3 separate regions of the Mus musculus genome follow, and all the other regions are linked to region 1. A link is a contact called in public HiChIP or PLAC-seq data. All regions are on one chromosome and are shown on one strand. Each heading gives the region's core, a stretch centred on a gene start, on an enhancer-like site or on the middle of the called end of the contact. The rest is flanking DNA. Distances are from core to core; before and after follow the strand shown.

Region 1 (4,183 bases), core at 879-3,378:
AAAGGGTAGATGAAGGATGACTTCAGCATTTGGCAGGGCAGCTAAGGTTTGGGGGGGAAACAAGAGTATGGTTTGGGTGAGTTAATGTGGAGAAGCTAACTGATCACACAGGCTTGTGAAGGGTCAGCGTGCAGATGACACTCTACAGCCAGGATGGTCTAAGAACTTGGAGGCAGCTTCAGGTTATAGACAGAGGAAAGCTCAGTACAAGAGATACACAGTGAGCTCACAGACCTGGGGTTCACTAGACCATACCCCCAGGCCTACCCAGTCCTCCATCGCCCACTCTTCCTTTTCAGCAGTCCTGATGTCCTCAGACAAAGTGAGTTCCCCTGGATGAGAAAGTACTGCAGTTACGGTTCTTAGACTACGGTGACAGCACAGTTGAGACAGGTGTGGCAGCCAGTCCACGTTAAGGAAGGCTCCACTCTCCCAACAGCTTATCTTGCAGCCTGTCCTCGACTTCTGGCTTTCTTATGGGCCCTAGGTTGGAGTGGGAGTCCCTCTGAGATGAAAGCACAAGTCTTCTTCCAAGGTCTTCCTGTCTCCAGTGCAGGGACTCCACATGCTCTCCTCAGACACACAGCTTCTGTCAGTAGGAACAAAGGCTGTTGAAAATTGCTCTTTCTTCCATGTTTGCCTGAGAAGACTTGGTTCTTCAAGATTCAAAACACAGTTTACCTTCAAGAATGGTCAGTGAGGAGAGGCAAAGGAGAGGAGAATTACTCTTCCTCCCTAACAGAAGTAAAAATAGAGCACTAAAAATAACTAAATTATTCTGTCAGAGAAGATTTCCCCCTTTAAAGCTAAAGTGTATAGGATTTTATAAACTGTTTTATTATGCTGAATTGGTAAACAACAGTGTGGTGGGCCCTCACATATCTTCACCTTTCCAATGGCTATTAGCTCAAGGCCAACCCAGTCTGCATTTTAATAATGTCACCCCTTCATTATTTTAAAACAAATATAAGACTATTTGATTCTGCCCATAATTTTTTCAATAGGTATATTTTAAAAATGCAGCACATCTAAAATATAATAAATCTTTAAAAATAACCACTGCTCTCAGTTCCTCTTCTCATTGATAACATACTTGACAAGAAGTAACTTAAGGGAGCTAAGACTCATTGTGGCCGTTGTTTAAGGTGACAGTGCATCATGGCTGCAAAGGCACGCAAATGTGGCGTAGCCTGCCTGCATCTCAGCACATCAGGAAGCAGGCAGACTGAGGTAGAAATGGGGTGGTCGCCAATCCATTAGGCCCAGTGTCCAGCAACCTACATCTCTCAGCAACGTACCTTTCCTGAAGGTCCCTTCCAAAGAAAGCCACCAGAAGGGAACCAAGTGTTCCCACACATGAGCCTACGGAGAACATTTCACAATTAAGCCATGGTGACCACAACACTGTGGTCACTCTTGGTAGTTGTTATCAGCTACCAGCTAGTGTTGAAGTAATCGTTTTCCCCACTAATGTAAAGAACACACACGAAGTAAAAGGCACTATTATGTTGGATTAACTTTTTTAAAGCTGCCATTAATGCATAGTTCTCATTTCCTACTACCTTTTCTCCTTTGGAGTGTTTTGAAGAGTCCAAGACATGCCTGTGTTCTCACAGCCTGGGTTTTGCTGGTGGCACCCGCACGGCATATGCAGTTGAGGACATTATATTCCACTGTCTGTCCAACAGGAGCAGCTGCCTAACGGCTTGATCCAACATAAGGGTAACTTTCTGTGGGGGCAGGATTACCTTCTAATCTTGTTCTAAGCAGTGGAATCAATGACTCAATCCCAGTGGTAGGAGGGTTTATCATTTTGTTTTAAATCCCCATTTGTTGGGCAAGCAGCAACAACAAAACCACAAAACTAAGGAAGAAAACCCAGTAGGGTCTTCAAAACAAAAACAGTGAGGTAGGTGACTTTTTCTGGGGAGACCTGAGCAAATTCAGTTTGTTTACAGTTTGTATAACATTGGGGAAGGAACCTTATGAATCCTATAAGTTTCCAGGATTTTGTTTGTTTGTTTCCAGTTGTGAGGTTTTTGACTTCCTGGTCTTAGGAGCCTCTCTCTTTCCTCCAGGAAGTTGCAGTTCTGGAAAAACAGCTAAACAGGAAGCAGGGAAGGCAAAGTTTACATGACTCATGGCTGACTAACCAGATTAGTCTCCACAGAAGGGAAGCAGCAGGCCAATAGTCCGAGGGCAAGGCTTGTTGGCTTCAAGTCATCTGTGCTAGAGAGAGGACCCTACGTGCTCTGCAGTTAGGTGGGCAGGCACAGTGAGGAGTCTGGATCCTAGGGCATACTAATGCTTTAAGTTAAAACAAGGTAATTGTAGAAGAAGGCAAATTCTTGCTCTAGATGGGGGAAGCATGGAGGGTGGACTCAGAGCAGAGCAAAAAGAGGCAGAAGAATCTAGACTGAACACACAACTGGACAGTGCCCAGCTGGCTCAAAGTTTCTTTTCTGGACAATGGATGCTTCCCTGATGGTAAGGTGGGGTTGAAGGTGGAAAGCCTATGGGTAGAGTATAAACATGCTTATGTTACTATGGAAATATCTCTGCAGGGCAGTGATCACTAGGTGATGAAAACAAGGCTTTTTGCTAAGCTTCAATCCAAGAAGAATAAGTGAGAGGACATGAACGCCTACATCAGCCCATGCATATATGGCTAAGCACCCTTCATCTAGTCTCTCTTCACCTCTAGCCTCACATTGCAGATTATTTTGAAAACAAATTCTAGACATTACTTCATTTTTGTCTGTAAGAACTGAGAGACGTCTTGGCTATATAGGGAGCTCTTTCCCTTTCTCTAGCTGACTAGAAGCTGTCAGACGTAGAAGAATTCTTCAGTGTCCCCTGAGATACACTGTTCCAGTGCCCACCCCTGACTTCACAGTGTGCTCTTTCTGTTGCTTTATTCCAATCAGGATCCAACCAAGGTCAGCCATTGTCACTCCTGGACACTTCCCTCTCTTTTGCTGTACTGTTTCTCTCCTACTCTGAAGCAGAAACTTAAGGTATCTTTGGAAAGTTGGTTGGATGGTGTTTTGCCAAGGCAAACACGTGAAGGAACATTGTGTTAAAGTAGTCACAGGTGTGAAAGGCTAAGGCAGACTCGTGAAGGAACGTTTTGCTGAAGCAGACACAGGAGATAGGATGTTCTGCTAATGCAAACACGTGAAAGGACATGTGATGAAGGATTCTTTGCTAACAACACACATGTATTGGTCCGCCATTACAGTGTGTAGTTGAGCTCCATTTGTCGGGATGGACTCAGGCTGATTCGATGCACATGCTGAGGCAAGACCAGGGCTGAGTCAAGGCACGTGGAGGACATGTGATGTTTGGAGGGTATAAATAGGACTCCACGGAGCAATGGAGACAGAGCTTGGCTTGCTGGTACAGCTAGCTGTGCAATGCTTGTGGGTCTCAAGTCTGCTGATCTTCACTTCCCTGAGAGAGGCACAGCCAAGAATGTCTCCTGGTGTTCTTGCTGGTCCCTCCTGCTGACTCCAGCAGAGGCTGAGGCCTGGTGGTCTCTGCTAGGTCGTGCCACCGCTGTTAGCAACCCAACTCTACCAAACTGGACTAACTGCTGGTGTATCTGTAAAGTGTTTGTGAGTAGATGGAACTGCCACTCACTGCCTGCTAACTTGTAAACTGAACTGCTGATTTCCAGACAACACAGACAGGAGTTGCTCCAAAGAACCTTCCTAAACAGGTCCACTTCCCATGTATTTCTTTCCCACTACCTCTGGTGGGTGGTGGGCTACAAGGAAGGTTAAAGCTTTTAAGAACCGTCATTAAAAATAAGGTTTGGCAGTGGTGGTCCCAGCACTTGGGAGGCAGAGGCAGGCGAACTTCTGAGTTTGAGGCCAGCCTGGTCTACAGAGTGAGTTCCAGGACAGCCAGGGATACACAGAGAAACCCTATCTCGAACAAAACAAACAAAACAAAACAAAACAAAACAAAACAAAAAAAAGGTTTGGAAAAATTAAAAAATTAAAGTTACTCTAGTCTTTCATGTAGAAGAATTCTCTCCATTTCTGGAATTATCTGGTTAGGCTTTTGTGGCATTAAGATGCCCAGCTATTCCCTGTGTTTCTGTAGACCAACCCTTATATCTTGGGATTTGATCAATTCTTTCTTTCTTTCTTTTTTTTTTTTTAAATAAATCAACTTC
Region 2 (3,909 bases), core at 179-2,678, 550 kb after region 1:
TGGCCTCAATAAAGATAGATAGATAGATAGATAGATAGATAGATAGATAGATAGATAGAAAGAAATTATTAAGAAGAGTTATTTAAGTGTACCTTGAAGAAGGAAACATGCTGTTTTAAGAACAAGGAGACCCACTGCTTAGTAACTCTGACTTTCTGATTAACCATGTGCCAATTAAGGCAGTAATGAGTTTTGTGAGGCTTCGGTGATTTTCCATTCCCCATGCGCTGCTCCATGTTCCCCAGAGTGGCCTCAGACCACTGGCTCCACTAACCCATCTGTCTCAGTGTCCCGAGTAGTTGGGCCTACAGGGGTGTGGTATCTGGTCTAGCTTCCATCCTCACCTTTGCAGACTGAAACTCCATCCTCTTAGAGAGGCAGCTGGAGTCCTGGGGCTTCCTCCACTGGAGGCGCGTGTGTGCACGTGCGGGACTCAGCTGGGGTCATCGCAGTCTGGCACCCTGATGTGTTGACCCTGGGCATCTCCCTGCCCTCTCCCACCACTACTCCGCTTTGATGTTAGAAATCCACTTGGGGAAAACATTCGAAGACTCAAACTATAGAAGAAATGGTACAGAGAGCCTCATCTTCGATTAAGCTTGGTTCAAATCTAAGCTAGTTCCACCCTCCGTCAGAGTTGGAGCTTTGAGACAGTCAAATGCTTTGAGGTAGGCTGAAAATAAAGTGCCCGTCTCAGTAAAAATCAAATAAAACAATGAGTCTTAAAACGGAGGGAAATCTTTTCTTGTCCTCTCATGAGCTAGGCGGAGTTCTCAGGTGTCATGGATACGGCTGGAAAGTGTGCAGAGCACATGGCAGAGATGTACCTTCCTCTTTCCTTCCGGTCACAACCCCTGAGCCTGACAAGCTGAAGAGTAGAGGAATGGAAGACTGAGTCATTTCTCCTCCGTCCCATGCACTTCCCCTAAACTTTGACTCAGGTCCTCTTCATCAGTGTCCTAACACAGCAACCTCACCCTGTGGCCTGTGTACACCCTGAGCCCATGGGTACAAAGCTCCTTTACTCCTCTCCACTGCTGGTGCCTGCATAGCCCTGCTCCTGAAACACCAACAGTGGCACCTTCTAGCGACCAAGCCACACCTGGGAACCAGGAATGTAAGCAGCTCCCAGGAGAGACGTTTCCTCTCAGCTGAGGCACACCACTTTACTCCAGAGCGCCATTTCCTTAGGGAGAATTTCAAGCTGAGGGCCCTTTATGTCACCTCTTAGGGTGAGTCCTGGCTCGGATCCCAGAAGGGGTTCGCGTACTGAAGACAGTGATTTGAAGTTATTGACAGTTGGTGATTTTCCTTTGTATGTGTGTGACACGGACGTTTCAAGTTTGCTGAACGAATCCCCCAGAGGTTGGGGGAAAGCGGTTTCTTAGGCAATACGCTGATTTTGAAACAGATTGCCGTGCTAACCTCTGTGGCTTTTCATTCCAGGATTAGATGTTTGACAAACTGTCAGGAGGAATGGCTGTCTCTTACACAATGCCAGACATTTCTGTGGCAAGGCTTGAGCCTTGTTGTAACATCGCTTGCTGGATCCCCATTGTTATTGTCTTCTCATTTCCATAATGTGCTCTGTCTCATCAAGAGGATGAGGTGGGGTGCCTTGCAAGTGGAAACCAGATGTGATAATCTGTACTCACTCATAGGAACGAATCTAGCCCCCCCACCTCCACCAAGCAGCAAAGGACTTCATACCAACCTCCCTCCACATTGTTGGAAACCATCTCCTGGCAAACAAGGTGAGACTTCTCATGTACACCGCTCCAGGGTCCAGAGGGAGGAAGAATTTTAGCTACAAGTCTCTTCCTAAGCTAATGCAGTCATAGATCTGCTCAGATTTAGCCTTGCCACCTGTGGCATCTACTATAACTGCTCATCTTTTGAGGTGCTGAGCTCTGAACTGAAGGGACCAGAGTGCAGGATGGGGGCTTTCTTTCAAATGCTCCAAATGACTATAGGAGGGTGGGGACAGACAGATAGACAGACATGGGAATGAAGTCGCTTGAGGATTAGTTCAGCTTCTTAAGACAGGACGCCAGAGCAAGGTCTGTGAACATCTAGTGATGCTACTCTGCCTAGCATCATTCTGGGCCGCTTTGTATAAAAACTAACTCTGTGCCCATTCCCGCTAGCTTCTTTCCTCATGGGTGGCATGCTGGCAAGCACCAGCATCACGTCATGTCACCTTCTGTGTATCGTCACGTTTCTTACCACTGAGATGCTCTCCCTCATGGCTTGCCAAAAATCCCACTCACCTCCCCAGATACAGTACAGCTATCACCTCCTTTAAAAAGCCTTAATCCCTGTCTTTGTCTTTGTCTTTCTCCCTCTCCTCTCTCCCCCCTCCCCGTATATATGTATATGTGTGTTTACCAAAGTCTGTATTGCATTATTCTGTTTTGCATGATTAAAATGAACTATCTGATGCAAAATATCACATGAAGCAAAGACAGGCTTGTGAGTTATGGAGGTTCAAGTCCAAGTTTCAGGGGCCCCATTGATTTGGCCTCTGGTGAGGGCACCAGAGGGCACTGGTGGGAGTGGGTGTCAGAATAAGCGTTCATATTTCAAGCCTGGAAGCAGAGACAGGCACAGATGAGGTCCCCTTAAAGGCATTCTCCCAATGGCTTCACAGGAGGCTGTTGTGCATTTAGGTTAACACTTGTATTATGTTAATTGGGTTCCCAAAACTGCAGGAGAATCCCGCCCATGCTGAGGGTCCCTGAGCCCAGTTGATTCTGATTGTTAAACAATGGCTGCCCCATGGCTGGGCAGGGAGACAGAGGTGGGACTTTGGGACTAGTGGGCAAGGGGAATGGAGAGAAGAAGGAGGATTTAGAATCACCATGCTGGGAAAGGAGTAAGGTCCAGGATTGAGAGCTGCAAAAGAGAGGTATATCAATCATTCAAGAGCCAGGGAGGAGCGGCCCCAGCACACACACACCCCCGCACCCACTGGGTCTAGGGCAGCAAAGATGGACTATAGACTTTAGTAAGTAATAACTCAGGAATGTCGAAGGAGAAAATGTGCTAGCCTCTTGGAGGTTTGGGAGTGGCTCCATCACTGAACTGCTTTGGGCATATTAAAATATAAAGCTGTGTGTGTATGTCTTTCATTCGGGAATCCAGGACACTGGAGCGGGTACTGAGGAATATGCGCTGCTGCCACTGGGTGATAATCACCCACGGCCACAGCGGGTCTCACCTCTTAAGCGTCAGCCATAGTCCTCACTAGAGGCACCCTGGGCCTCTGACACATGGATCTTTGAGAGCGACTCATCTGAACCACAGCACCTCGTGCTTGGCATGATTACCGTCCCACTGTGTGGGAGGTGTGAGTGCTAGACTGTGCCTGGTCATTTCTGCCTCTATCACATGGTGGATGAAGACTACCCAAATACCTGGCAGAATCAGTTTCTATGTAAGTCTCATCCAGGTGAGACCGAAAGGCTTCAGGGTCTTCTATGGCCTGACTTCTGCTGTGTAGGACCTCAGAGAACAAGACATCCATGGCAGAAGAGCAACTTCGAGTCTATGAATGCCAACCCAGAGCCAACTGTTTTCCCCATAGCTTCCATCAAGCTGACAGGTGGAGTTTCAAATTCCTCCTTAATTCTGTTCCATTCCTCATAACGAATTTAATTTCTCTACAGGCCGACTTATTAAAGCCATACCCAGACTGAATGACTAGGAGAGTCTACATAGGCTCAGCCCTGTGCTACCTCCTTTCTTATTTTATATTCTAAATTTCTATGACTACAGCCCAAGATCATAGTTGCCTCTGGAGAGTTAGAACATACTCATACACTTTATTAAATTTCGCTATTTACCAAAGCAATAGGGTCCTTTCCTGTGTTCAGCTGCCAAGTTTTATGCAGATTTATGTCCTTCAAC
Region 3 (4,116 bases), core at 928-3,427, 980 kb after region 1:
CAAACAGAATGTATAGACACACAAACTGACTCTGAGCCACAGCTGAAGCAAGCCAAGGCAGCCAATCACCTGCCAAGTAAGAGGTCCAGGAGGACAATTCAGACTGCTTTCTCCAACAACGGGGCGAGAGTCAAACCACAATCAGCCTAAAGCAGTAAGAACTCCACCAGTAACTGACAGGCCTCTTGACTTTTCTCCTGATTTCATTCAGAAACAACCAGAGGATGCTATAGGTTTTTATTTTCTGTCTGTCTAAGTTGGTTGAGTTTTTTGGTTTAGGCCTGGTTTAGTTTAAGACACAGTCTTGCTGTGCAACCTAGACTGGTCTCGAACTCACAATCCTAGAGCCTGTACCTCTGGGTGCTAAGATACCATACTTTTCCTGGCTCATGTACATCTTTCCCACACAAACTGCCTCCAGTCAGGGCATACTGGTGGCTTCCCTTGGCTCCACTCTAAACGTTCCCAACTGCCAACGCAAGGGTAGCTGACCACCTTGCCACATACAGCGGGCCCTGAATAAGCAACCACTTGTTGTTACCCGTGTGTTCTTCGTTTTCCTTCCCCCAAACAAGGATAAAAACAAAATCTCCATTTTATTTTTGTGATTTTTTTTTCCCTACTGTAATTTAAAATCCCTTCTTCTGGAGGCAAGATTGGAAACCTTGCTGTGGAATCAGGCTGTCAAGACCTGCCGCCTCCAGCTACGACCGGTTACATGAGCTCTGTGATCTTCTGCACATCAGTTTCCTTGCTGCCATTCTCAACAAGAGAAAAACCAGAAATGACCAGTGCTTAGGGCTACGGTAACTGTGATCAACACTCAGGCTGTGCCTGGCACGGACGGTGTTCAGTGAAGCCTGCTGCTTTCGCTGGCCCATTTAATCCTGTGAATCCACAGCCCGCTGCTGTTGGATTGAGAGTCTTCTCGATTTGCTTGTTGTATCATCAGAAATATAACGCCCGGGCTTTCTTTGAAAGTCACCGCACGTCTTTTCTAACGCACGTGTGTTGTTTGGACAAATGGCAGAGAAGAACCAAAGCACGTGCAGGACTCAAAAGGACTGAAGCTGAACCGGTAAAAAATAACCAAAGTCACCAGGTCGTTCTCTCAGAAATGCCTGTTAGGCCACCATCGCTCAACTGTCCCTCTGATTACCCCCAAGACATTAGTCATCTGTAATTCAACAGGAATTGAGGTTACATAGGTGTGCATCTGTCAAAGTCATCGAACGAGGACACTTGGGACATACACTCACTGTAACACATCCCTTAATCCAGCTGGTCTCCCTTGTCAAATCGTGACATCTCAAGGACATCAAGGAACAAGTATTCAACTTTTGAACTCTCAAAACTAGACCTTGCCTAGCCTGTGTGAGGATCACAGTAAACACCTCACTGATCAAAGGAAGACAAACTCAAGAATTTGAGGGCCTGGGGCTGGAGAGGTGGCTCAGTAGTTAAGAGCACGGGTTGCTCTGCCAACAGCCACAAGGTGGCTCACAACTGTCTGTGACCTCAATCCCAGTCAGTGGATCGGACATTCTCTTCTGGCCCCGCTAGGGACAAAGTACCTAACGGTGCACAGGCACGCATGCAGGCAAAACACTCCTACACATACAACAAGTAGCTTAAGAGATTTAAAGAATTTAAGAAATTATATGTATTGGAGTTTATTCTGAAAAGCACTCATTAGGATTGTGAGAGTAGAGGCACACATCTTTAACCCCAGTGCTTGAGAAGCAGAGGCAGGCAGATCTCTGAGTTCAAGGACAGCCTGGTCTACAGAGTGAGTTCCAAGACAGCCAGGACTACATAGAGAAACCCTAGTGTGGGGAGTGGGGGTGGGGGACATCAGAATGAAAATGTCATAATGAAATCTATTATTCTATATGTTAACTTTAAAAAATGAAAGTACTATTTTAAGTAATGATTATATCTGGAGAGTTATTGCAAGCATTTAAATTTAACTCATTATAAAAAGAACTCTGTTAATGAACAAACTAGTGGTTTCAGTGCCTTGCACTGTTCATTATATATGACCCTACTGCCACCTAGTGGAAATGCCAGGCTATTACCACACTTGAAAAGTCCCAAAAAGAAGACAAGACTCCCAATTGGGCTGATGGGACAGAAAGCAAACATAATTAAGCCACAAACATGCAGGAGATCCCACAAGGGAACATTCCTTTCTGCTTTGATCACTTCTGTGTGCCTAGAGCCAAGGAGATTGGCAGAGGACTTTGTTGGCTTTCAGAGACTATTTATTAGCTCACTGACAAGACCCAGGGAAGACATTTAGTCATTCAAAGGCAATAGAATTTTATTCAGACAATGGATTGCTCAGTATTTAAAGGAAATGAGCTATTAAGCCACAGAAGCAAGGATCAACTTTCAATGCATGTTGCAAAGCGAAAGAAGTAAACTTGGAAGGGTTATACACAGTATGATCCAAATCCCCGTGACATTCGGGAGAAGTCAAGGCCACAGAGGCAGGAAGAAGAGCATCGGTGGCCAGGACTGACTGAGAGAGAGAGGAGGGGATAGATGGAACTGGAGACATGTCACACCCACTGGTCCAAACTCAGAGAATATGCAACACTAAGTGAATCTTAATACAAACTTTAGCTGTTAGGTGATGTGTCACATGAGTCAGGAGTTGTGATAACTGTACTTAAGGCTGGGATGTAGACGTGAGGACAGCTGTGTGTTTGAGAAGCACAGTACATATGTTACCTCTTTGTATCTCTATACCCAAAACTAGTCCAAAACACAAAATCGACTTTAAAAGAGATTACACACACACACACACACATGTATACACACACACATGTATACACACACACACAATGCTTCACTCTGACCTAAGAGTCCTCTGTGTAAAATCTGCATTTAATGAGTACATCCAAAGCAGGATGCTTGCTAGATGTGGTGGCATAAGCCTGAAAGCCAGCATTTATCAGGCTAAATTAGGTGTTTAAGGCCAGCCTGGAGAAAGGGGTACTTCCTAGTCATCAAGCAGTTTGATGGTGCTTACTGGGTATCACACGCTGTCTTCCCCGTTTCACAAACATCAGATCATTTCATGTATAGAGAATCTGTGACTGCCACTCCTGGCTGCCAATCTCACATCTGGAATGAACTACAATCCAGAAGCAGAGGGCACACCTACAACAGATTTTTTGCTTGGTTAGAAGTGTGTGGATCCACTTCTAGTCAGGACTTTTGGTGGAAAGGCACTCACCTTTTATCTGTATCTTAAGGTGGGAAGACACACCTATAATCCGGGCCACACCTTCTGCTGGAAGCCTACATAAGGACTTAGAAGAAGGAAGCTTTTGCTCTGTGCCCGCTTGCTCTTCTCTTGCTAGCCAAGTCCATTCCTTCACTGGCATTAGATTAGAGCCTATCTCTTAGGGATGTGTCTACTAGCAGAGACATCTAGCCTCATGGACTGACAACTCCTGGATTCTTGGACTTTCTGTTCACAGCCTGACATTGTTGGATTAGCTGGACTGCAGCCTGTGAGGCATCCCGATAAACCCCCTTTATACAGAGAGAAGGATTCATTAATTCATTCTTTCTCTAGAGAACCCTCATACGACATTCACCACAGTCCTATGAGAACCACATTTCTGTCCCGTTTACTAGACAGGGACATTCAGACACAGAGACCATAAATGACTTGCCCAGAGTCACACAGCTGGCGAGTTGTAGAGATGATGACTCTCACTGTCGACACAAAACTCTGTCAGACACGAGGCAAAAAAAAAAAAAAAAGTGTGCCTACCAGTGGTGTGACTGTCTACAAAACACAGAAGGGAAAAAAATTTAAAGTACTATTAGATCAAAAACTCATGTATTTATTTTTTAAAGGCAGTATTATTTCTATGTCCAAATAATAAAATTTAGAATACGTATATAAAACACTAGTTTCAATAATTACTAAAACTAAAATTAACTATTTTCTTAATCTGTAGTTCCTCTATGAATAGAGATGTACAACTGTCCTGGCTTAGTCTATGTGATGGTTAATAACATGAACTTAAGAGGAAGGAGAATTACCTAGGAGGGGTGGAGAGATAGCTTAGAGGTTAAGAACACTTGTTACTCTTA

The links. HiChIP or PLAC-seq counts read pairs in DNA pulled down with a chosen protein or histone mark.
Region 2: a contact with region 1 is called in an H3K4me3 HiChIP or PLAC-seq map of bone marrow-derived macrophages, with 6 times the contacts expected there. The contact joins two enhancer-like sites. A contact is called at or near these places in 1 of 15 datasets of contacts at CTCF or cohesin (the NIH/3T3 cell line), 2 of 115 datasets of contacts at active chromatin or transcription factors (the HPC-7 cell line and bone marrow-derived macrophages) and 1 of 9 other capture datasets (embryonic stem cells).
Region 3: a CTCF HiChIP or PLAC-seq map of the NIH/3T3 cell line shows a contact between it and region 1, with 9 read pairs. The contact joins two enhancer-like sites. A contact is called at or near these places in 2 of 15 datasets of contacts at CTCF or cohesin (the NIH/3T3 cell line and stem cell-derived epiblast-like cells), 1 of 484 Hi-C or Micro-C datasets (bone marrow-derived macrophages), 1 of 115 datasets of contacts at active chromatin or transcription factors (cardiomyocytes) and 1 of 9 other capture datasets (embryonic stem cells).

Annotation. Positions count from the first base shown.
Region 1 is chr1:178,490,548-178,494,730 of GRCm38.p6, forward strand. No RefSeq gene overlaps it. Among named protein-coding and RNA genes, the nearest start is that of Gm31289, 11 kb to the right of the region's middle. Within about 2 kb of position 2,129, at least 46 of the 459 cell types and tissues checked have an H3K27ac peak or open chromatin away from gene starts, as enhancers often do. A contact at or near this core is called in the NIH/3T3 cell line and bone marrow-derived macrophages, where this site is marked.
Region 2 is chr1:179,045,118-179,049,026 of GRCm38.p6, forward strand. The region is part of intron 9 of Smyd3 (SET and MYND domain containing 3); the gene reads right to left. Among named protein-coding and RNA genes, the nearest start is that of Gm46249, 270 kb to the left of the region's middle. Within about 2 kb of position 1,429, at least 54 of the 459 cell types and tissues checked have an H3K27ac peak or open chromatin away from gene starts, as enhancers often do. A contact at or near this core is called in bone marrow-derived macrophages, where this site is marked.
Region 3 is chr1:179,475,199-179,479,314 of GRCm38.p6, forward strand. All of the region lies in intron 1 of Smyd3 (SET and MYND domain containing 3), which reads right to left. Among named protein-coding and RNA genes, the nearest start is that of Smyd3, 41 kb to the right of the region's middle. Within about 2 kb of position 2,178, at least 61 of the 459 cell types and tissues checked have an H3K27ac peak or open chromatin away from gene starts, as enhancers often do. A contact at or near this core is called in the NIH/3T3 cell line, where this site is marked.